2 separate regions of the Mus musculus genome follow, and region 2 is linked to region 1. Evidence: chromatin contacts called from public ChIA-PET data. All regions are on one chromosome and are shown on one strand. The core of a region is the stretch at or near the end of the contact, and the rest is flanking DNA. Distances in the headings are between cores, read along the strand shown. Region 1 has its middle 21 kb from the start of Gm19935. Region 2 holds the start of Fto (fat mass and obesity associated).

Evidence for each region. ChIA-PET counts read pairs in DNA pulled down with a chosen protein or histone mark.
Region 2: a contact with region 1 is called in an RNA polymerase II ChIA-PET map of memory CD8 T cells, with 6 read pairs. The contact joins the promoter of Fto here to the enhancer-like site in region 1. A contact is called at or near these places in 3 of 39 promoter capture datasets (neutrophils, pre-B cells and stem cell-derived epiblast-like cells), 1 of 484 Hi-C or Micro-C datasets (CD4 T cells) and 1 of 115 datasets of contacts at active chromatin or transcription factors (memory CD8 T cells).

The regions. Positions count from the first base shown.
Region 1 is chr8:90,792,951-90,799,117 of GRCm38.p6, forward strand. No RefSeq gene overlaps it. Among named protein-coding and RNA genes, the nearest start is that of Gm19935, 21 kb to the right of the region's middle. Within about 2 kb of position 2,596, at least 177 of the 459 cell types and tissues checked have an H3K27ac peak or open chromatin away from gene starts, as enhancers often do. A contact at or near this core is called in memory CD8 T cells, neutrophils, pre-B cells and 1 more, where this site is marked.
Region 2 is chr8:91,310,763-91,316,929 of GRCm38.p6, forward strand. It overlaps Fto (fat mass and obesity associated), which reads left to right and starts at 2,763. Exons shown (of 9, transcript NM_011936.2): 1 at 2,763-2,858. The coding sequence starts at 2,814. It overlaps Rpgrip1l (Rpgrip1-like), which reads right to left and starts at 2,460. Exons shown (of 26, transcript NM_173431.2): 1 at 2,441-2,460.

The DNA.
Region 1 (6,167 bases), core at 1,346-3,845:
GGTCCTTTCATCAGCTTGCTTTCTTATAGAACCCAAGACTACCAGTGCAGTGATGGCACCACCCACAATGGGCCCTCCCCGCTTGATCACTAATTGAGAAAATGCCTTACAGCTGGATCTCAAGGAGGCATTTCCTCAAGAGAGGCTCCTTTCTCTGTGATAACTCCAGCTTGTGCCAAGTTGACAGGAGGTGGGGAGGAGGAGGAGGAAGAGGAGGAAGAGGAGGGAGAGGAGGAGGAGGAGGGAGAGGAGGAGGAGGAGGAAGGGAAGAGGAGGAAGGGAAGAGGAGGAGAGGAGGAAGAGGAGGAGGAGGAAGAGGAGGACTTACTTTGGCTTATTGTCAGTTGCCAGTTCCAGAGAGTTTGGTCCATGATCTCTCAGATCCATTGCTTCAGTCATCGTATGCCGAGCTGATCACAGAAGGGCACTCTGCCTGCAATCCTCAAATTTGGAACCTGAAGCTGATGCAAGAGTTCCAGACCAACCTGGACTACATAACATAGCAAGACTGTGTCTGGAAAATAAAATAGCAGGGAGGAATGCAGCTCAGCAACTGAATATGCCTGACATGCACAAGGCCCTGGGTTTGATCCCCAGTGCCAAGGGAGGAAGGGAGGGGGAGGTGGGAGGGGCATTGAGCACAATTTGACACGGGAGAAAGGAAGTAGGCCCCCAGCTTCAGACTATAGATAGCTCTGAATCCTCAGTTTTTGCCTGTTCTTGAGAGCCAGTCTATGCAACTTCTAGGACGAGCGTCTTCTTGACATTCCTGAGTGTTCCTAAAATGGCTCATGCTTGCTATCCTGGCTGTGTCTGCTCAGCACAGTTAAGGAAGGTGACAACAAGCTGTCTCTCTGCACACGACACGAGGGATTACAAAGGAGACATCTTTGGCTTCTGGATTCCAGAGTTTTCTCCATGGCCCCAAAATCCCTGCTCTGAGAATGTGCAAGACATCCATGCTCAGGGCTGCCAGGCTGGCCTGCATCTCTTTGCCTCTCCTGCCCTCTAGTGGTCACTCCCCATGCTGATCTTTCCACACCATTTTTTTGCTACTGAGTTTTAAAATACAAAACCTGTAAAGAAAATTCTTGCAAATGTATCCAATGCTCAGTGGAACTTCATCTAGCTTTATATGTATTCGACATATCTATTTCTATATGTAGCTTTAAGATACCTTAAGGCTGGACTTATAGTTAAGTGATAGAGCACTTCCTTACCCAGCATACACAAGATCCCAGGTTTTATTCCCCCAGCACAATAATAATAAACTTACCTGTGCATTCATGTACCAGATGCCAATCCCACAAGCTAGGCCCTCTTCAGGAGAATCACAAGTTCAAGGCCAGTTTGGTCTATATAGCTAGTTCTAGGCTAGCTTGGACTTTAGAAGGAAAACCTAGTGTGTGTGTATGTGTGTGTGTGTGTGTGTGTGTGTGTGTGTGTGTGTGTGTGTGTGTGTGTGTGTGTGTGTGTGTGTGTGTTCTATTTTAAGTGTGTGTGTGTGTGTGTGTGTGTGCGTGTTCCATTTTAAGTATATTTTATAAACTTATTACATGTTATTATATTAACATATTATATATAAATAATAAGTTAAAATGTAGCTTTTATGTTCATGAAGCCCTAGCTAGAACGACTAAGAGTAAAAGTTCTAGTCAAATGTTCAGTGCAGTTGATGGTGCTGCAGAGGATACAGGGGATGCCCTAGAGCGTCCTGAAAGGCATCCTGGGAAAGTGAGAGTGAAAATATGAAGGGTGAGGGACCAGAGCTATGATGGCAAAAAGCCAGGGAGTTAGCAAGTCAAAACTTCTGTGTCCAGGGAGAGTAGGATGAGCTTGAAGAAGGGAACATAGAGCTGTGTGGCTGGAATGTCAAACACTGGAGCCTGGGATGGTGGGAATACAGACGGGAGGACTACACGGTGGTCTTCGTGTGAATCTTTGTCTTTATTAAGATGAACCGTTCATTCTCCCTTTCCTCTCTCCCTTCCTAGCCCCCTCCTTCTTCCTGTCTTCCCTTCCTCACTCTTCTTCCTTTCTCCTTCCTTCTTTGCTTCCGGTTGTAAACCCTGGCTGCCCCTTGGGACCATCTAGTCAAAACCTCAGCCAGCAAGATCATTAGGGCTAGGATGAGCATCTCTGGTTTTTAAGGTCTCCCTGGGTGATTCCAGTGTGTGGCTCCAGGAGAAGCCTCCTGGAGACCTAAGAAAGCCTGAATTGTTCGCTTGCCTTTTCCTCCCTCTAGTGACTGTTCTGTGCTCCTAAATCTGCTCTAAACCTGCAGGCAGATGTTACCTCCAAGAAGGTAAATTCTCCTGCCTGACTCTCCACCAGATAGTTGAAGTTTTGAAACAGCGCCCAGGGTGCTGGAAACCCTCAGACCCCAGCCATCAAAGACCTGCGTGGAGGACAGGGAGCTGTGTATACAAATATGTCCAGCCCGGAAGAAACTAAAAACCCTACAGCCTTTCACTCTTTTTACCCTGCCCCTGGAGGAAGCAGGGCCAGCCCCGCCCACACTTCCTTCTCCCCACCGCACCCCACCCCCACCATCCCTTGCCTCTGTTCCATTCTGTCCCCTAGGTGGTGCCAAAGAGCAGTGAGCCTGTTTTCTGTTTTGTTGTACTTTGATCAAGATTAGATCTCTGTTTTGAAAAAGCCCCACTACCGGCAGGTGGAAGAGGGTTTGAAACTGGACCATAGCATCAGAGGAGAGCAGGTCAAAGCCATTAGTAACGCAATTCTGGTGCGAGGTGATGGTGTCATGGCCGCTCTGACTGTAGCAGAAAAAGAAGAGTCACATTGTAGAGAGTGTTGGCTTCCTGTTGGCTTGCACACAGCAGCCAGCTCAGAGAGGAGAGGGATGCGTCAGGGATGTTTTTAGATTCTTGTTTGAATAAACAGATGGGTGTTGGAGTCAGTTCCTGGGGCAGGGAACAGAGGAGCAGATTTCAGGGGTGGAAAATAAGAAAAGTACCAGGGTGGTTATGAACAAATTCAGGATAATGGGCTACAAGAGCCAGGTCACTGTACTCATTTGTGCAGTAAATAATCCAGGCGTGACGGCAGGTGCCTGGAATACCGTGCTTAGGAGAGATGGAGGCAGGGAAACCTAGCTCAAGTTCATCCTTGGATATATAAGGAAGCTTGAGCTAGAGACCTTGTTTCAAAAACACACGCATCCTCACATGGATACACACATTTTCAGCCCTTCGTAATTATCAGGCACAGATTTAAGCTTTTCTCCTTCGAGAAGTTAGACTGGAGCTCGTCCTCTGGTCTCTGGGTAGGACCCTGCCTTACTTCTGCCAGTTGAAAATCCAACAAGGATTTAGCCAGTTCATTCTCAGAGCTGACCACACAGGAGGCACAAAAACCACAATGTTCCTCTTGACTTAAAGAGTTTGTGTCTCTGGGGAGTTTGTATGTTTCTCTTGCCTTCCTGGCCTCAAGTTTATAATCCTCCTGCCTTAAGTCTTTCCAAGTGGTAGGATTACAGAACACCAAGCTTGGCAGAAGATTCCATTTCTGACCTGCTTTTCTGACCTTGACAAAGTAAACTTTTTCTGAAAGTTAAAAAAACAAACAAAACAAAACAACTGGAACCTAGAAACCACATTCACCTGGGACATGACAGTAAAACTGTTCAGGTCTGAAGAAAGGAAACCCACTGTCCTGTTGTCTCATCCATGAACCACAGGAAATATTTCTCCCTGTAAGTCACAGACCTTAACACAAAAGGGCTTTGAGACAGAAAGGACAGTGGGCTTCATCTCAGCACTTTGGAAGTGACAACAGAAGGAGAGTAAGTTCCAGGCTAGCCTGCTGTACGGAGGAAGACTGTCTAAAACTAAAAAAGACAGGAAGGAAATAAAGTACTGTGAGTAACTGAAGAAGAGAAAGTTCTTGGAGTCCCTGAGCAGCAAAGTCAAAGAGCCAGAAAGGCAAAGAGGAATCAATAGAAACCATCTAGCCAGTCTTTCCCAGAGTGATTTCCTTGGAACACTGCCTCCTAAAGAATACAGAAATTTAAGTGCTGTTTGATATCAGGATTTTAAAAGGTTGGAAAGCCACCTGTGGTTTGTCGAACCTCTTAGAACTTCAAAGTATATACATAGACATTAAATATCAAAAATTTGCTAATGAACCTCCTTACATTCTATGGACCATATATGGCCAAACTCACTTGACCATCTATCTAATACTATCCTTTTAATATGCCTGGGGATATATCCTGACAAAAATATACATTTATAAGACAGCCACAATGGCAGAATTTGAGAGATGAGACAGGAAGTTTAGGTGTTCAAGGCCATCTTCAGCCACCTAGGAAGTTTGAGGCTAGCCTAGGCCATATGAAACACTAAAAATCAAATCCAGGAGTGGTGGCATCGCCCTTTAATCCCAGCACTTGGGAGTGGGAGGGGGGCAAAAGCAAGCAGAACTTTGTGAATTCAAGGCCAACTTGGTCTACATAGTGAGTTCCAGGCTTCTAGGGGTACATAGTGAGAGCCTGTCTTAGGGAGAGAGAGAAAGAGAGAGAGAGAGGCACAAATATATTCATTTATACTTATATAATGACTATAACAATGGCCATATTTTATTTTCTACTCTATGCAATAAACTTTTTGTTGTTTCATTTATTCTTCAAAACAACCCTATTCTTATATAGCCTTATTGTATTTACACATGTTGTAGTTTATTCTGCAATATTTTCCCCAAGGCTTATACATTGAAGGCTTGGTCTCCAGCTGGTGGGACTACTGGAGGGTCATGCAATCTTAGGCATACTCTAGTTGACGGTCATAGCCCACTGGAGATAGTATGTAAGTACCTGGCACTCCCTCTCCTTGAACTCCTCTCTCTTCCTCCTACTGGCTGCACAAAGTGAGCACCTCTGCCCTTTGCATTCTGCCTCACCACAGCCCCGGAAACAAAAGCTGAGCAGGTGCTAAAACCTCTGAAACTATGGACCAAAATAAGTCTATATCATTTCTCACTTGATACAAGGTTTCACTTTTGTACTGGCTAGTTTTGTGTCAACTTGACACAGGCTGGAGTTATCACAGAGAAAGGAGCTTCAGTTGGGGAAATGCCTCCATGAGATCCAGCTGTGGGGCATCTCCTCAGTTAGTGATCAAGGGGGAAAGGCCCCTTGTGGGTGGGACCATCTCTGGGCTGGTAATCTTGGTTCTATAAGAAAGCAGGCTGAGCAAGCCAGGGGAAGCAAGCCAGTAAAGAACATCCCTCCATGGCCTCTGCATCAGCTCCTGTTTCCTGACCTGCTTGAGTTCCAGTCTTGACTTCCTTGCTTCCTTGGTGATGAACAGCAATATGGAAGTGTAAGCTGAATAAACCCTTTCCTCCCCAACTTGCTTCTTGGTCATGATGTTTTGTCCAGGAATAGAAACCTGATGACTTTGTAGCCCAAAACTTAAACTTAAGGCCCTCCTGTCTCATCCTACCAGGTTGTCATTCCCTGATTTCCTTAGATATTGTATCACAGTCGCAGAAAGCTGACTAATATACATATAAAGGTATACAAAATGTAACTGATGAGACAATGAGGTTCTGCTGGACAGTAGTAGTGCACACCTTTGATCCTAGCACTAGGGAGGCAGAGGCAGGAGGATCTCTGAGTTCAAGGCCAGCCTGGTCTACAAAACAAATTCCAGGACAGCCAAGGCTACAGAGAAACTGTCTCAAAAGGAAAAGAAAGTGAGGCTCAGAATACTTCCCCCAAAGCAAAGAGATGATAAGTAGTGACAATAGGGTTCAAGACATCGCACCCCAAAGTATAATAGTGTGGGCCTGGGTACCAGAGGTTTTCCACGGAGGTCTCTGTGCAGGCTGTGTGAGAAGGCTCCAGCAAAGGGATGTGAGTGCAGGCAGGGAGATGAAGTCTCTGCCATGCCTTCCAGGTCGCTAGGTAACTCTGAGCCTCTCTGAACTGAGTCGGGTCAGGCTGGGCCTGCGAAAAATCCAGTGAGGAGTGAGGTGGGATCTCGGGTGGCTCTTCAGGAGAAAAGATCTCTTCCCAAGTGTTACATACAGATCTTGGAACAAAAGGCTCAGACAAAGGAATAGTTCTCGCATACCTTGAATTCCCTGCATGGCTTTATATACAGTTCTGGGGGTGATTCAGGGTTTGACAGCAGGCACCTCTC
Region 2 (6,167 bases), core at 1,513-4,012, 520 kb after region 1:
ATGAATTCTCGGGGGAAAAAAAAACAAAACCAAACAAAACGACAACAAAACCAAAAATACCCCCCCAAAAACCCAAAACAAACCACAACTCAGGCCATGTACTCGAGTCAAACAGTTAGTTCTACCTTCTCATAGTTGGCCAAGTCATTAAATTTACCTAATTTTAAAAACAGAGCAAATTATACCCATCTCATAGTTATCCTAAAAGCACGTAAAGGCCTTTAGCAAATGTGCTGGGGATGTCAAGTGTCTCGAAATGCCCACTGACTACATGCTGTGCCCACCCAGGCTGCCCCTTTCAGGCTTTGTGAAGGAGGAGGCACCATTTGTTCACAGTGTGATTTTACTTTGTCTCCCTCCTTTGTTACTTCATGGCTTGTTCTAGAACTTTCAGTTTCTTTTCTCTATAGAGACATACCATAGTAACTTAGTGTTGTATGTGGACATGAATATACAGTGTATAGTAAGCAAATAAATAAGGAAAAACGTACACTCTCGATTTCCACTTTGACCTTCCTAGAAAGGTCTAGATGTGAACTGTTAGTACCCTGGTAAGGAAGAGACTTTCCAGTTCTAGAATGTTGGTTGAAGAATGTGAAGACCAAGACGTTAGAATGCTTGTCCATCTTGTTCACCTGTCTGAGAAGCTGGCACAGAGGGTGGCACACTCAGCGAGCAGCATTTATTAAACAGTCACTTGAATGGATAAAGGGATTGAATTGGATTTCAGTGTCTGAAATTTGAAGACGTGGCTACGTATATGTGCATGAAGAGTCTCTCTTAGAGAGAGGGCCTGGAACTTTGATTGGAACTCATGATGGGCTGAGAACCACTGCTAGGGGCAAATATCTGAAAGAATGTCTGCAGAAGTTGATGCTAACACATATTGTTCACTGTGCTTACAGTGTGCGTAAGCAATGGCTACTCAAATGGTTCCTGAGATACAAACAGAAGCTAAGACAAGCTAGCTCAATTGCTCAAGGTCATTAGATACAAACAGAAGCTAAGACAAGCTAGCTCAATTGCTCAAGGTCATTAATGCAGGAGTTAGTTGTTTGGTGATATTTCTGGTTATCATGACCGAGAAGAAAATTGTTACTGGTCTGATGTAGGTAGATGGCACAGTGAATTCTCCCTCTTTGCTATGATCCACTTACAACCTTCCCTGCTTTCCTCACATATGGCATGCTTTTATCTTGCTCCTAAGGCTCTTCTGTCTCCTCATACTTCAGAGCTCAGTCCAACTGACCTTTCCTTAGAGTTTCCCTTACTGTTCTGTGTTAATTTTCTTCCTGGTTTCTAACTTTTCTTTTTCAAGGGAAGCCCAGGCTGTCTAGGCTGACATGAAATTCACCAAGAACACTAAACATACTGGCCTCAAATTCTCTATTTTTTCCTTGTGTTTTTTTTTTCTTTAAAAAATGGGGGGGGGGGTCATCTCACTATATAAACTTGGCTGGAATTCAAAGATCTCCCTGCCTCTACTTCCAGAGTGTTACGATTAAAGTCGGGTGTCACCATGCCCTGAGTAGACTCTGAATTTGTCCTGAGTGTGCCACCACCCTGCTGTGGCTTATTGCTTACAGCAACAGCCTTTGTCATTATCCCAGAGTTGTATCGTAATTCATTGTCATGTCATGCATTTTTAACCTAGTATATTTTCACACCTATATCATAGTTTCTTGCTTATATCTGTCCCCTACCACTCCCCCCCCCATCTCTCTAGCTTCCTCTCACTGGTCTCCTTCCTCCCCCAAATAGTTCCTCTTCTGCTATCTGATGTCACATAGTAGACATTAACGCTATCATTTATTGAATGAATGAATGAATGAATGAATGCCAGGCACTGAGTTTAAACAAAGTCTCTGCCCTGTAATGGCTTTAACAGACTATGGGAGTAGTCAGATGAGAAACAGTAATAAAGAATAAAAGATAGGCCACTAGAAACTGATTGTGGTGGTGGGAACTTGAGGCAAGACCTATTATTGATTGAATTTGAGACGAGCATGGGCTAAAAAGGCTAGTTTAAGGCCAGCCTAGGATGCATAGGGAGACCCCCTTTTAAAAACTAATCGACAATCAGCAGCAGCAGCAACAACAACAACAGTAACAAGCCAACAACAACAACAGTAACAAGCCTCTTGGGAGGCTTAGGTTCTACCATCCAAGCCCAGTTTCTGGGAAACAGAGTGAAATGTGACTGGGACCTTTGAGTTGTAGGACTTAGGGTTGCCAATTCTTATCAGCTGCGTTTCTGGCTGGGCGGGCGGTCAGGGCGAGTCAGATGCAGGCCTGCGGATGTGGAGGTGTGTCGGGATGGACTGCTTTCCACGCAAGAATCCCAGGTCTATCCTGGGCTTCGAACAGACTCCAGGCTCAGTTGTGAGGCCGCGGAAGAGCCAGCCAACCTGCATTAGCCCCCACCTCACAGAGTACTCACCTCCGCGTTCGCCCTCAGCTAGCTACCGGTTGCTATAGCGCCCAGGGCGCGAGCCTCTGCAGGCCCAGAGGAGCACGGGAAAACAGTGAGTCCCGTTACCCACTGGGAAATGTAGTTCTCCGTAGGGTGCGGGCCGTCGGCGGGTCGCGTAGCGGACTACGCTAGCCCTGCTAGCTGACTGGAGAAATTCAGCTCCGGAGCCCAAGGAGTACTCGGGAGTCTCGCGCAGCATTCTGGGAAGGGTAGTTCTTCTAGGTATTAGAGCAAATGGCTCCAGGCGGGAGAGAGCCGTTGAGAGAACTACACACAGGAGGCGGGGTCCAGGGCGAGGGGGAACACGGCCCACGGTGGCGAAGGCGGCTTTAGTAGCAGCATGAAGCGCGTCCAGACCGCGGAGGAACGAGAGCGGGAAGCTAAGGTATGTGGGGCTCCGGGCGTCTGGGATTCTGTGTTAGTCCCGGGCTAGAGGCAGGGGACCCGCAGACCCGCTGGGATGGCTGAGTGGATGCTCGGCGTTAAGCCAAGGGGTGTCAGGGCCTTGTTTGCAAGAGACCTGCAGACGTGGTGTGAGTGTGCGCGCGCACGTCTGTGCTGTGAATTCATATTGCTCTGGATGCAGATCTGGATACAGTTAGTCTTGGTCAGAAATGAAAAGATAGACATCTATGTCCCTGTCCTGCTTCTGTCCCTATTCCTTGGTTATATTTGTAGCCACTCTCGAGCCTCAGTTTACCAGTTTACCACCTGTGTGTTTTCAGCTCGAGCGCAGCTGAGCCACAGATTTAGTATGGTGACATGTTTTTATTTGGAGCATTGCCTCAATGGCCAGATGACTTGTCTGCGTGGTCAGCACATCAGATACGCTTTACATAGCTTCTGTGGGTAGTACATTCCTGGACTCCGTCCTTGCTGTTCAGCTTTCTGACAGTGGACACTCCTTGGGATGACAGTAACAGCAACGGCGACTTATTTGCAGCATTTTTTTTTTTTTGTATCAGACACCTACATTAAATGCATAATTATTTCATATCATTGCAGCAGATGGCAAGACAGATATTACATAGGTAGAGTATAAACAGTCCGTTATGAAGATGAGCACTGGAAGCTCAATATTTTCCTTTTCCCCCATCCCCAAAGTTGGGACCTATTGATTTGTTCTAACTTATCAGCATTCAGTCCCCCTCAGTGGACACAACAGATTCTGCCCATCTTAAAAGTCTCTCTTGTCTGTAGCTCATTTGGCCAAAGGCCCTTGGCTATGCCGTTTGGTGCTTATTCTATGGTAGGTAAATACTGGCAGCGAGGATCAGTAGGAAATAAAACAGGTACAGTACTTGCTGTCGTAGAATTTTGTCTTGTAAGATTCCTAAGTCAGTTAGGAATCTAAGGGTTTTGGGTCTTGGGTGTAATGGCCTGAGTTATGTATTTTACAGACATGGACACGGAGTCTGGCAGAAGTTGGCCTTTGCTCAGGGCCTTTTGTTTCCTAGGTGGCATTAGGGATCAGGAGCTGCCCCTCTCTAATCTCCTAGCTCCATTTCTAGTCTCTTTGTGAAAGACATTGAAGTACTGGCTGATGCGAAGCACAGGTAGTTGTGTTAAGTCCTAGACAATGTCTCAGTAATCGTAAGTGATTGCTTGACTTTCTGTTCAGCTAAGTTAAGGCCCAGTGTATAGAGAGAATCTTGCAGTCATTTGTTGTGAACAATTTGATAAGTTTTGACTGTACGTATATGCAAAATGTTCCAGTTGCATAGAGGGCATGGCTCTTTTAAAAAGTTATTTCTTTACAGCCGATTTCTTTATTTTACCCCCAGGCAGTCATGCGATCAGTCATGATTGTTGAATCTATGCTTTCTAGAGTTTTTCATCTAAGCCGAAGCAGACAGCATATACCCGGATGCCGTTTTTACTGATCACAGTAATTTTTGAGACCTATACGTGTTAACGCACATGTTATCAATTGTTCCGTTTCTGTGGCTGAGTGGTAGTGCACTTTGTGTGATTCCACTTATTCATTCACTCACCTGTGGCTGGGCATTTGGATTCTTACAGGTTGGAGGCTAACAAGGAAAACAGCCATGGAAAAATCCTGTATCTTTATTTACACTGCGTAATGCGTCCATTTGCCATTTCCCAAAGTATTTCACCTCTGTGTCTAGGCAATTTGTTTGTTTGTTTGTTTGTTTGTTTGCTTGCTAGGGCCACCTTTGATGGATATTGTATGTGTGTGTGTGTCTGTCATCTGTGTACGTCTGTATGCATGTATGCAGGTGCATGTGCTGGTGTGTGTCTGTCAAGATGAAAGCTCCACACTGAGTTTCTTTTTCAGTTGCTTTTCACCTTATTTTGGGACAGGAGCTCTCCTGGAACTCAGAGCTCACTCACCGAGCTGCTCACTCACTGAGCTAGGCTTGCTTCTCAGCAAGCCCTGGAGATCTTCCTATCTTCACCTTTGCTGAGCTGGCATTTCAGGCCTGCACTGCACTTGGCTTTTTACATGGGGCTGGCGATCCACACTCAGGTCCTCTCGATTGTGGCAAGCACGTCATTAACTGGGCCATCTCTAGCCCCAGAACATTACCATATAAATAGAATCATGTATATGTGACCTTTCTGTTTGGCTGCTTTCACTCACCATACGTGTTCATCCATGCCGAGGTTCGTAGATCTTATAACACTTATCCATGCTTCCCATTACCCAGTAGATGACATTCCTATTTCTGGACACACCACTTTTTTTTATATTTGTTTGTTTATTTACTTACTATTCTTTTCTGTTGCTGTGATAGAACACCACAACTAAAAGCCAGCAGGGGAGGAAAGTGTTTATGTTATCTTCACTGTCTTGTGATAATTCATCATTGAGGAAAGCCAAGGCAAGAACTCTTGGGAGGAACTGTAGCAGAAACCCTGGAAGAACATTGCTTACTGGCTTGCCCTTTTTGATAGTGTCCAGGACCATGTGCCCAGGGTGGCACCACCCACAGTGGGCTGGGTCCTCCCATATCAATCATGGATTAATTATCCACATACCCACTGGCCAATCTGCTGGAGGCAGTTCCTTAATTTAGATCCCCAGGTAACTGTAGTTGTGTCAAGGAAATGTAATGCTATGTGAGCAATTTGACTTTTTTTTTTTTTTTGGCTGTCATAAAAAATGATACCCTAAACAGTTGCAGCCTAGTTTCTGTATGGACAGGGTAGAGGTCTGGTAGTAGAGCTGCTCGTCACATTATAAGACTATGCTCAATATTTTGAGAAACTGCCACTCTTTGCCACACAAGCTGCGCTCCCCCACATTGCTCATAGAGACTTTGAGGGTTAGGATTTCTTCAAGTCCTTGTCATAGCTTGCTACTGTTTGTCTTTTCATTGTAGCCTTCATGGTGACCAGGAGGGAGTAGTTCATTGTGGTCTTCATTTGTATTTCCCTGATGACCAATGATATTATATATTATCGTATACTTCACGAACATGTGGGTATTCTTTTTTTTTCTTGTGTGTATGTGTGTGTGGTGTGTATGGGTGTGTTTGCATGCATGTATGGACATAAATGGTAGTGATGCATGCTTATGCATGCTCATTGTGTAGAGGACTGAGGTAGATGTGGGGAGTCGTCCCTGGCCATGCTTTATTAGTCCTGAGACTAGAGGCAGAACCCTAGCACTCCTACCTAGCACTTACCTGGCCTCTGAGAATATCTTCAGCACCAAGCCATCTCCCAA